2 separate regions of the Mus musculus genome follow, and region 1 is linked to region 2. A link is a contact called in public promoter capture Hi-C data. All regions are on one chromosome and are shown on one strand. The core of a region is the stretch at or near the end of the contact, and the rest is flanking DNA. Distances in the headings are between cores, read along the strand shown. Region 1 has its middle 12 kb from the start of Nrarp. Region 2 holds the start of Noxa1 (NADPH oxidase activator 1).

Region 1 (6,304 bases), core at 1,781-4,280, 73 kb after region 2:
CGATGGTAGAAATATGCTGTGTTACCACACTGCAATCGCTAGGAGTGTCGGTATGGGAGGGAGAGTCCTGGGTCAGAGGAGACCCAACCTGAAGCCCGAGGGAGCTGGAGCATGAGAGAGCGTCTCCCGGGGAAGTCACAGCCTTGGAAGCTGAGTGACAGTGGGGGTAGAAGCTGAAGCTGTCCATTAGCAATGTCTCTCAGAGGGACATTCCCAGTACTGTCCACCATGAGAAAATATTTTATCAAAGAAATTTGAGTTTTAAAAAATAAGCTAAACATTTAGCCTGAAATGGCTTGGCGTAATATCTATTTTTACTATCCCTTTGGTCCCCTGACCCATGATTAGGGAATGGACTGTGGCCCTGTGAGGGTATGTTTTGAAAGAGTGACATCAAGCCTTCGGAAGTGTGTGTCCCAAGAGGCCAGTGACCCTACCACCTCAGGGAGCTTTCAGGCAGAGCCAGCAGAGGGCTTTCCCCGCCACTGAAAGGAGCCACAGTCGGTGAAACAGGCTTTAAGGGTCCAACCAGGCACTTTGAACAAGAGGGGGTCCTCAATGGAGATGCCAGGGAGACTATGTTCCCTGCCCCAGCCTCCACACATGGGCACAGACTCCTGCCAGCTCTAACTGTACCCTGTAGGGGACCTGAGGTCCTTTTCATCAGCGCCTACGCTAAGAAAAGACTCAGGAATAAAGAAGAAGCAGAGCCAAGCTAGGAGTCTCATCAACCCGGGGTGCAGGAGAAACCTAACCACAGCAGTGAGGGTCCTAGAGAGTGTAGGACATAGATTGGGCTTCACGAAAGTTAGGACCTGGACCTCCCCCAGGCTCGGGGTGCAGATGAAGCAATGGCTTCAGCACTTTTTAAAGCCCTGGGTCTCAGAGACCAACCTAAGTTCTTTCCAGGTAGCCCCCAGGAGACTAGACCTGGGCTCTGCTGGGGAAAGACCTGGCTTCTGGTGGCACAGAGTAGGCCCCAGCCACTTTAGGAAAGCTCTTGGCTTGGCACTGTTGGGCCCATGTGGCAGATATTCGTCTCCCTTTCACTGAAGAAACTGTTCCTGTGTCCCATTGCCACCCCAAAACCTCAGCCTTCACGGCATGGGGCAGGCCTTCCTGAATCTTAGTTCTGTCCCGACAATGTCATGAGCAGTCCATAGAGACTACTCATGTTTTCAACAAAGCTACCTGGAGGCCTCCTCCATGGCCTACCCTACTATTCCCCTGAAGGACCTCTCATGAGTTGTCTAGGCCGAGGGATCCTTCGAGCACATCTGGGAGGGCCGGTTGGGACAAGTGGGCCACCCTGACAACAGTAGGCATACATGCTATGCTACCCATGACGGAGACAGTTATAACGTCAGCCTCAGAAGTGGAGAAATGGGGAAGAGAAACAAATCAGAGCTAGGAGGGTTCTTTCTGACCCGGTGACCTTTCCAGGACTCACCCATGGTCACTCAGAACCATTATACTGCGTGCTACCATCCTCAAGCTGAGGTAAGAGTCAGTGGGCACTTGGAAGACAGAGCCAGGCAGATCTCTTAAGTTCAAGACTAACCTGATCTACATAGCGAGTTCCAGGACAGCCAAGACTATAAAGAGAGATCCTGTCTCAAGATGACAACAAGATTCAGTAGGCAGGGTAGGAGAGACAGTTCAGAGGCTAAGAGCACTGGTTGCTCTTCTAGAGGACCTAGGTTCAGTACCTAGTACCACCCTTATGGTGACTCAAAACCATCTGTAACTCCAATTCCATGGAACCTCCTCTGGTCTCTGTGGGCACCAGGCACATGTGATACAGGTACACGTGCAGGCAAAACATCCATTCTCATAAAATTTAAAACAAAAATGAAAAGAGGGCAGGCATCAAGTAGAAGACCCTATCAGTGCCCCAAATAATGTCCACTAGCAAGAAATGTCAAAAGCCAGCTCCTAAGTCCCCACCCTCCCTGTGCTCTAGACACTAGGAAGGGAAGGGAGTTTGGGACCTCTCAGAGCCTCTGACCAGGAAGATCTGCCCTCCACAGGGGCTGAGCACAGTCTTTCCCTCATCCCCAGTGAAGCCAAACTGCTGAGATCCCAGAAGCCAAGAGAGCTTGCTCAACACAGAAGGCCCATTGCCCTCATTGGGTGGCTGAGCCTAGAATTCAGGCGCTTTCACTCTGTGATGAAGAAAGGAAGGAACCCTTGAGACTGAAAATAAAGAAGTGAGTTGGGGGGGGGATAGGAAGAAAGGCCTGGGGGAGTGCTGAGGGTGACAAGGCCAGGCCTGCAGTGCCACTGGAGCACATCCTGACCTGGATGGACACCTGACACAGGCAGACACAGACTGCTTCTACCTGCACAGGGCCCCGAGTCTACCCAGAAAAGACACAGCCCACTGACAGGTACATCTGGGGTCTCTAGAACCCTCCCAAGCCAGTTCTGCCCAGGAAATGTCCATGGCCACCTTAAGGAAGCAGGACAGCCTCTCTAGGACTCCGGGATATGAGTTTGTAACAAGGCAAAGGAGAGGCCCCTGTTGGTCACATGTCCTCTACGCTGACAATCTCTATACTGCTAGTCTCACACCTACTCAGCTTGGGCAGTGGGGGAGCCCTGGAGTGGTCCAAGTGGTTGCCTTTGGTCGAGCCCCTGTGAATCAGTATGCTGCTTCTGATAGTTTGATGCCACCACCCCCTCACAATCCTCAGCCATTCTTGGTGGGTCTCTCTCTCTCTCTCTGGTCCCCTACTTCAAGTCTGAGACCCCTGCCCGCTTAACTGCCTGGCAAGGGATTATGTGGGGTCTACCACCTGCTGTGGGTGGTGGCCCTGGTGGGGGGCCACCCCCTGACCCATAATGGGTAGTGCCCAACCCGTGGAAGACAGGGCAGCCTGCAACGGGTACCCCTGCGTCTGGGGCGGGAAGGCAGTGGCGGCCGTTTGCTTTTGAATCCCCGCCGGCGCCCTGAGTGGCCCTTTCAAAGGCAGTGACGGGGGCGGGGGCCGTTCCCAGGCGCGCCCCGCCCGCCCTGCGCCCCTCCTCCCGCTTTCCCACGCCTGCCCGTCCGGCGCGTTCTCACGGCCGCTGCCCATCCCCCGTCTGGGAACCTCCTGCTCCGTGCAAGGACTAGGGGGCGGGGGTGGGGGATGGGGGTGGTGCCCAGGAACACCGGGGAGAAGTGAGTCGGGACCTGTGGGGAGAAAGGCACCCCGGGGCTTGGAGAAAGCACCAGCGAGAAGGGCACCCTAGAATCTTGGGAGATGGAAGAGAAGGAGGACCTACGGGGTGGGGGGGGGTGGGGGCGAGAGCCCACAGAGAATGGCGTTCCAGGGACTGGGGCGGGGCCTCAAGAAGTGGGGGGGGGTGGGTATTTCGTTTGTGAACTGGGTGGAGAGGGGGAGCCCCTGCCAGGCCTGGGAGGAGGCGTCCTGTGTGGCCCAGACCCTGTTTTATTTCTCTGACAAGAGTGGCCCGGGGCAGCAGAGCCTCAGTCTTCAGAGGCCCCAGTCTCCACCTACACTTACTGTCTTGCGCCTGCGCTGACCACTGACTAGGTTGGGGCTCCTAAAGCCTGACCAGTTTTAGCAAGTGCAGATTTCTTCTAGATAAGAACTCCTGAAAACAAAGTTTCCCCCAGGGCTGGAGATGGAGCTTAGTCTGTGGAGTGTTCCTAACAGGCAGAAAGCCCGGCCCCAGTACAATCCTCCCCCCTCCCTCCCCTCCCCCACACCAAGCAGTGCATAAACCCCATCTCTGTAATCCCTGCACAGAAAGATCAAAAGTTCAAGGGTATCCTCAACTAAACAGCAAGGGCCAACCAGGGCTACCTCAGAGCCTGGGTTTTGTTTTGCTTTTCTTTAAGATAGTTCACACGTTGCTTGGCTTCATTTGTAAGGGACAGTGTTCTGCTCTTGAAGGGAGCTGATAACCTGTGGGCTGTGTATGGCCCATTGTCCAGACCGTGGGCCTTACAACTTGATCCACAGAGGGACTGAAGCACCCATGAAGTGTACAGAGCTCTAGGTTCACATGCTGTTCACAGACAAGGCAGACCACTAGCTTTCAAACCTGGGAGTCGAATGGCCCAACCTGTAAGACCCTGGCCCCCACAACTTAGGCCTAAGAGCCCAGAGAAGACTGAGTAAAGGGTCCCACCACAGGGCCATGGCCCCAGCGTCTGCTTTCCAGTGAGGTAAAGAAGACTGGGCCTGGGGTGAGATGGCTCAGTGGGTAAGAGCACCCGACTGCTCTTCTGAAGGTCCAGAGTTCAAATCCCAGCAACCACATGGTGGCTCACAACCATTCGTAACAAGATCTGACTCCCTCTTCCGGTGTGTCTGAAGACAGCTACAGTGTACTTACATATAATCAATAAATAAATCTTAAAAAAAGAAGAATAAGAAGACTGAGCCTAGTTCCCTTGCTGGGAATCAACGTTAATTCTGTAGGCAGGTGCAGGGTCAAGAGAGGTCAGACTGATGCTGGCCTCCCCTAGTGTAGGATGTGCAGTCACATGGACTGCCATGTGTAGCCCTGCACTCCCATGCAGACGTCAAGCTGAGTGTGTTGTTCAGCAGTCAAGTGCTTGCCCTAGCATGTGCCTGAGACCCCAGTTTCCATCTCCGCATTAGGAGAAAGGGAAAAGTGGCCCTGGGTTGCGGTTCTTTTGAGATTCTGAAGCACCCTTGCCCTTCATCCCGTTCACCCTGCCTACCTGGGAGACACACCAGTGTTCCCTTCTTGACAGCCCTACAGTCTGAGCACCAAAGTACCAGCTGAGCCCAGCTGTCCCTGACCCCTGAGGGGACCCTCACCAGGAAGGCAGAGGCACATCCCCACTGCCCATCCCCCACTTGTCTGTGGAGACATTGTCCCAGTTGCACAAAAGGACTGGGCAGCCGGTAGGTGGGGGAGGGGTCAGACCCGTGGGAACTGCCCTTCCTCAGCCAGGGGGCAGGACAGGGGCCAGAGGGCAAAGCCCTTGCCAAAGGCTGCCATCTTCACCGGCTCCAAACACTCATACCCTAGGAGTGAGTCCCCAACCCCCAGTAGACAGCATAGCTTACCACGTAAGAACAGTATGACATTATGACTAGACTTTAGACAAATCCTTTACACACATAGGCAGACCTTTACATATCCCCAGGGTCCTAGGACCCAGACCCTCTGTCTATCCTTAGCCTGATGCCAGCAGAAAATCAGTCATGCTGTTAAGCTCCCAAGTGTGTTTGTCAGATGTGGCTCAGCAATCAACTCATTTCCCTTGAGAGAGAGTGTGAGCAGGTGACTCTCAGATCACATTAGGGCCCTGCGGTTCCCAGGATGTCCTGGGAAAGTGAGGTGTGAAGCAGAACCAGACCACGCAGGCTAGCACCTCACTGTGTTCCCCGGGCCCTGTCCCACCCTGTCTAGCAAGGTGTCAGGCCATCTGTCCAGAAAGTCCCTAGGAACATGTCAGAGGGGCAAGTAAGGCGACAATCAAAACCTGTGGGACTTGGCAGCAACACAGGTTCCCCTCACCCAGGAGCCATACCGATTCCCTTGCCAGGGTGGGTGTGTCCAGGTATTGCATCTGCTATTGACTTCCTGCCAGACAGTGGGGTGTGATATGCTCACTTCCTCTCCGTTCTTTTATGCGTTGCTATTCCCAGATTGTGGGAAATGGACAGAAATGGCCTGCCACTCTGGAGTGTGTGCTTAGTGTCCAAGTTCCTAGTATCTTCTGGGCGAGGGTTAGGAGTGAGAGAGCTTCTGAGCCAGGCCTATGTCTGGGTCTGCCAGTGGGGTGGAGATAGTGGGGATGCCCAGTCCAGGGTATCCCTCGGACAGACCTCTCCCAGCCCCTTTGTGAGGCCTAAGTCCAGCTGGCAGGGGAAGCGCTGGCATCAGGTCTGACCAAGTTAGTATGCACCTGCCCCTTTGTTCAGAGGCAGGAGGTCCTAAGATTCCCTGATTTCTTGGTCCCTCACCCTATCCCCTAGACTTGGGGAGAAACCCCTTACAGGCCATCAGGTCACCCATCTTGTCCCCGGCTGGTAGGTGGGGCATAGACCTCATAGCTGTGCCAGGTACCTGCTGGGCAGGGAGAACAGGCTGTGGGAATCACCGGGGCGGCCTGCCTGTAGGAGGCAAGCTCCGGTCACCTCTGCCTACCCCCACAGACGCCTGGATCAGTTCCCATTAGCAAAGGCTCCCAACCTGACAGGCCACCACTTGCTGCCCTGCACCTTGGGGCAAATGGCTCCAGATCCAATTCTGGAAGGACCAGGGCTCATGCCCCACTCTTCCCTCAGTTCCCCACTACATAAGGCATGGG
Region 2 (5,878 bases), core at 3,277-5,776:
GACCTAGGAACAAGGATGGACATGACTGCAGGGGCCAGGACCCCCAGGTAGTCCTCATATGAGTTCCCCAGTTACAGTAGCTGAAGGTTCGACAAGACCACCTGCTGCCTGACTGGCTCAGTTGTCATGCCCCTTATCTGTTTAGTCCTGGAGGGGCCATGTTTTGCTTTGGACTTTTCTGTTTGAAGCAGATTTCCCTTTTAAAGTGTCTTCCTTATGGGGGATGAGGGGGCAGTTGGAGGGATGGCTCAGTGGTTAAGAATACTTGCTGCTCTTCCCAAGTCTTGGGTTAGACTCCCAACTCTCACACAGTGGCTCACAAAGTCTCCCCTTATCTGACACCCTCCCAATTTCTACACCGTGCCACCACCTTTAGCTGACCCTATGCCTCTGAGTCTAGAGTATGTTTAAGGGCTCCCATTGACAATGCAGGGACAATCAGGACCCCACATACAATGGAACACAGCATTCTCGTGGGCAAAGAGGACTGAGGTAAGGCTATCTTAAACCCTCTCTGACAGGCAGATAAACTCACACAATGCTGTGACCCCACTCTTCCTTCATCCTGGAGATGTAAGCACATAGCAGACTTAGCTTTGCTACAAGGAGAGAAACCTACCTTCTCTTCCTACTGCTGTGTTCCAACTGTTTCCTCTGGCTCAGCTATAGGTACTGCTGAGCCAAACCCTTTCCCCCTAAACCGTCTGTCACCTTGTCATGACCTTCAAGTATATTCTTTTTTTATCTGTTTTTGGAGCCCTGGATTTCAGGGATCCAAAAGTCTTTGGCTGGACAGAACGCCTCATTCTGCATGGCTGACCATGACAGCAACACCAACATAAAGGTGACAAGCCCTGGCAGACTCCAGACTTCACCCTAGGACTCCAGTCAGGACCTCAGACTACATTATAGGGCCCTTATTGCAAATCAGGGCCATGGCAGAGCCTTAGACCTTTCATAAACCCCAGACCCACAGAGAGCACCTCTAAGCTCAGTGACACTGCTTGGCATGGGACCTCTGCACAAGCCAATGCTCACTTACCTCCCAGGCTTGCAATTTGAAGTTCAGACCCAGTTGTGTGTAGTCAATGACAGCATTGTCCCTCAGCTGTGCCAGGGCCAACTGGAAGTCAGACACAGCCTCCTGGAACCTGTGGGCATCAGGGGTCTCTCAGTAGCTACAAAGGAGTTGCTGAACCTCTGAAGGGTGTTTTGGGATATTCCACCCATCTTTCTCTCTGTGTCAGCTCTGGGAGACCTGGAGGCAATAGCAGTCACCTTCATGGGTACTCAAGTCCAGAGGAGTGTGCTTAACTGAAGTTTACTGTCTAATTCTGCTTGGCCACTTGAACACCTACTCTCTGCACCTGACAGGGGACCATGCCTATATCCCCAAACCCCTTCTAACTGTTCTGGTCATTTCTTTCCTGCCCCTTAGGCTCTAATCTTATGAGGCCTTCACTAATCTCTGAACTTCCAACTGTGGATGAAATCTCTGTCCCTAACCAGATATTCCACTTTCCCCAGTCACCCTTCCTTGGCACTGGGGCCTGTAACCCTGATTATCTCTCCTCCCTTCCTCCTCTTGGAAGCTGGGTAGCCATGGGTATCTTGGGATAAGCCCTGGTTTTCACATCTGCAAATTGGCTATAAATACAGTGACCTTACTATTACAGACATAGGGAGAGAGCCAGGGATGTTGAGAAAGTACTATAAATTTTGACAGGGACAAGAGGCATGTATGGGGGCCCCAGGCTAACCAGAGCATTCTCACTGAGGCTGGAGGGGATCTAGGTGCAAGCATGGGTTTGCAGAGACAAAGAACCATCCAATAAGGAACAGGGGATACCGCTGTGTTCTCACCTCTGCAGCTGGAAATTGGCCACTCCCCGCTGGAGGAAGCCAACAGCCATGCAGGTGTCCTTAGTCACTGCTTGGTCAAATGCCTAGGGACAAAAATGTGTGTGGAACACTAAACTCAGTAACTGAGGAACCCAAAGCCACAAACATACATGGAAATGTATCAACAGCTGAGGACCACTGTCCAGTTAAAGCCTGGAAAGTGTGTTACTGCATAGATTTCTCAGCTGCCCCAAGCACCTCACAACAGACTCAGGGCACAGCCCCATGGCATAGAAACCCAATTCTTCCACAAGGAGCACAGAGCTAGAAGAAAACGCCCCCCAGTATCAATAAAAGTCATCTCTGGGAGACAGGACTGTGTAAATTTTGGACTTTAAAAAATCTCTTTGCAGGAGCTAGAGAGGGCTGCTCTTCCAGAGGTCCTGAGTTCAATTCCCAGCAAGCTCATGGTGTTTCAGAACCATCTGTAATGGAAGAACTCACATACATAAAATCCATTAATAACTGTTTTTAAATCTCCTTTGGTAGTTCCCACGAAACGGCACACAAGTGTGTGGATTAGAATCAGAACACAGAAGTCTTCTGTACACAGGCACCTGCTGCGGTTTCCTACCACCTTGCCTGGCCAGGCGAGGGCTGACTGTGAGCTGGGTCTGACTTTGAAGCTTTCTCATGTCCAGGAAATGGCATGGCTGCTCACAGATCCATCCAACACTACAGCTTCACACCGACACGTTCAAGTGCAACCTCGTGAGACCTGTACACTTAGATTTCCTTATTGCAGTCAGTTATACCACCCACTTCTCAACGTTTCCAGGTCTGGCCAGTGTGCCTGTGCTTGTACACAAGTAAGTTTTATTGACTCAAGGCAGTGCCTCTTCTTCTTCTTATGATAGAGCATTTCAAACTCTCTAGTTACAGTGTGAGGAGGGGAGCGTGGGACTTACTCACTGTTGAACCAGCTGGTAACAGATCATTACGTTCCCTTTCCTGAACAATAACCTTTTTGTTTTTTGGTTTGGCTTGGTTTTGGTTTTTAAGACTGAATTTCTCTGTGTAGCCCTGGAACTGGAACTTTCCTGGAACTCACTTTGTAGACTAGGCTAGCCTCAAACTCAGAGACCTGTTTGCCTCTGTTGGCTTCAAACTTCAGATGTGCAGAGCCTACCTCTGTCTCCAGAGGGATTAAAGGCAGGCATCACTATTCGTGGCTCAAACAAAACCCTTCTAATGAAGAAACAATAGGTACAGATAAATATGTAAGACGTAATAGAAGAGAGCTGGCAAGATGGCTCAGTGGGTAAGGATACTTGCCACCATGCCTAATGACCTGCGTTTGATCACTAGGTTCCACATGGGAAAGAGAAAACTGACTCCCACAAGTTTCCTCCTGATTTATACACACATGTAAATAAATAAATAATTAAGGCTTCCAGAAAGAAATAATAAAGAGACCATCTCCACACAGCCCAGGTTTCTGCTCTCACCCTTGGTCTTGGGTGTCTTTGCTTTCCATCTGTGGTGTCCAGGTAGGTCTGCGTTGTAGGCAGAGTGCTGAGGGCTTCTATCATACACCCAGGAATGGTGAACATGAAGGGGGGATGCCCTGATGCTCACTCTACAGTGTGCTCCCCTGAGTAGGTCTGCTTTGAGAAGCAGGTGGAGATTCATGTGAGTGCTCACTCAGAACCGGAATGACAGACTGTGTGCCACCATCCCATCACAAGCATCTGCTGAAATGCACACTATCAGAGGACGTGCAGAGCCCCTGACTGCTCTGACCCAGCCACCAGCCTGCCTTCGGGTATGCTCCTTCCTCAGTCCTGAGCACCAGAGAGCCTGGGCAGGCCAGGTCTGGTACAGTTGCCGCATTTGGCTTATATGGCTATAGAGACTGAAGGCGCCCTGCTTCCCATTCTGGTCTCAACAAAAAGAGGGGTCTTCTAACCACAAAGCTCCAACCTGCCTCAGGCAGGCACTAAGAGAGGACATTAGTTGAACAATCTCTACGTAAATGACAGGGTAAAGGGCAGGGATTCCTCCCCTTCTTCTATGTTGACTATAAGGTGCGGAAGAGCGTCTTTTTCCAGGATGCCCATTGGAAGATAAGGTTTTATGTTCGCAGTCACATCTTCATCTGCATTCCCCTAAAGCCTCCACCAGGGATGTGAGAGGGGAATCTGTTATCCAGTCCTGGGGTGCTTACCCGCAGCGCAGCCTCGGGATCCCCTGCCATCAGATGCACACAGCCCCTGTTAAAGTACATCCTAGCCAGCGGCTCTCGGACATCTGAGAAGAAGCACAGCGCAGAGTCCCAGTCTTCGCGTGCCACGGCCAGCACACCCCGGTGCCAGTCCCGTATCTGATCCCCTAGAGAGCTCATGGAGCGGGGACGCCTGCTTTGAGGCGAAGGAAGTTAGCGATTCTAGCTGGAGCGCGTGGGACAGGAGGAGGGTGCCCCACAGAAGCTGGGAGGCCGTAGGCCAGGGCCAAGGGGACCGGGACAGCAATGAGAAGCAGCTGGTAGCAAGACAACTGGAGTTGTGACAGTCGGTCCTTGAAACTGAGTAGATGGCCCAAGGCTTAGGCCCCTCTCTCACGCCCCGCCTAGAACTACTTAAACAAGTCCCTAGCACTGAGGAGAGGGTCTATGATCACATAGCCACACCCCTGCATTCGTCAGGCCTATCTGTCCACTCCCTGGCTTAGCTCAACGCCAATGAAACCACGGTTATCTCAATATGGACACGCCTTCTCCACCTCCTAGTTCTTGCCAGGAAGCAGGTGTGAGCACGCCCCTTACTCAAGCCAAGCCCACACCATCTTTTTTCTGGCAAGTTCAGAACTTCAGTGTGCCCTAGATGGGCCCCCGACGTCTATTATGCAAAACTGCAGAGTGTTTGGGGAAACCCCGGGGAAAGTGCTGCACGACCGGGCCAAGGTTCCGGGGTCAGTATGGACGGTGCATTGCAGAGCTGCTTGCTCAGAGGTCAGCGTGGTCAGGCAAGTGGGCGGCCTAAAGGAGAAACAATCTAAAGGCTGGTAGAGCTCGACCTCCAGACCCGCCTCTTCAGAAGTGACCGGGTGGGCTTGGAGACTCTGGAGCAACAAGATGGGCCGGACTGGATGCCATGTGGCTAGGCCTTAGAAGCCGGATTGGGGCCTCGGAGTCAGGTGTATCGGTCGGTGGTGGGGCAGCCCGCGAGGGCTTTCTCCACTAGTGGGCGCTGGCCTGGCTGCTACTCTCCCTTGCGAGTGTGGCCATTGGGACTGAGTCTTCTACACTGCTCTCCAGGTGGATCACAGCTATCCAGAAAAACTAGCGGTTGGACAGGGATTGTGTCTTGTATAGACAGGTGGGGCAGCCCAATGTAGACTCTGCAGGACACCCAGAAGTTGATGTCCACCTTCATAATCTTGCTCGAATAAGGCCCATCCACAGTATGGGAGTCATGTGCCTTCCCCAAACTGCTGATACCAACATTAATCTCTACTGAAGTTTTCTCCCTGACATTTGGGGCACCATGGCTTGGCAGGGTTGACACATGAAATAACACCACAACACCCAATCCAAGTAGCTAGGCTCAGCTGTATCGTGGGCTCATTACCCTTCCTTGCCTGGTTGTTGATCCCCTGTACTCAGAGTCACAGCTGATTCTCCTTCCTGTGTGACGCAGGACAGCTAACTTTTCATTCCTCCATACGTGTAACAATGGCAGCAATCAATTCTGTCCTACGAAGGCTTTTCTGAGAGCTGAATGAGATCTCATAGTGTCAGCAAACAGTTGGTGCTCAGCAGTGCTTGTCATCCTGAGTTCCCAGGGGCTGTGTCCCTTGGCATTTCTCTATGGGCTGAGTTTCCCTAAACTGCTGCCTGGAGTACGTGGATGTTGCTAACCTGACTTCTTTAAGTCCTAGTGCAGCCATTCTGCCCCAATACCCAGATCTTGTATTGTCTCCGTGCAGGCTGGTCACTTTCCCTTGTTTGGCTCCTCTCCCTCTTGCTACTCACTGC

What was found. Promoter capture Hi-C pulls out the DNA fragments that hold promoters and counts their contacts.
Region 1: a contact with region 2 is called in a promoter capture Hi-C map of neural stem cells. The contact joins the enhancer-like site here to the promoter of Noxa1 in region 2. A contact is called at or near these places in 17 of 39 promoter capture datasets (the 3T3-L1 cell line, 3T3-L1-derived adipocytes, the C10 cell line and 11 more), 1 of 15 datasets of contacts at CTCF or cohesin (pro-B cells), 45 of 484 Hi-C or Micro-C datasets (the Ba/F3 cell line, the C2C12 cell line, the G1E-ER4 cell line and 31 more), 13 of 115 datasets of contacts at active chromatin or transcription factors (the 230-238 cell line, the HPC-7 cell line, embryonic forebrain and 9 more) and 4 of 9 other capture datasets (adipose tissue, liver, macrophages and 1 more).

Annotation. Positions count from the first base shown.
Region 1 is chr2:25,165,116-25,171,419 of GRCm38.p6, forward strand. No RefSeq gene overlaps it. Among named protein-coding and RNA genes, the nearest start is that of Nrarp, 12 kb to the right of the region's middle. Within about 2 kb of position 3,031, at least 171 of the 459 cell types and tissues checked have an H3K27ac peak or open chromatin away from gene starts, as enhancers often do. A contact at or near this core is called in the C2C12 cell line, the G1E-ER4 cell line, astrocytes and 16 more, where this site is marked.
Region 2 is chr2:25,090,679-25,096,556 of GRCm38.p6, forward strand. Noxa1 (NADPH oxidase activator 1) reads right to left here and starts at 4,527. Exons shown (of 12, transcript NM_172204.4): 1 at 4,070-4,527; 2 at 1,864-1,946; 3 at 1,043-1,151. The coding sequence starts at 4,246.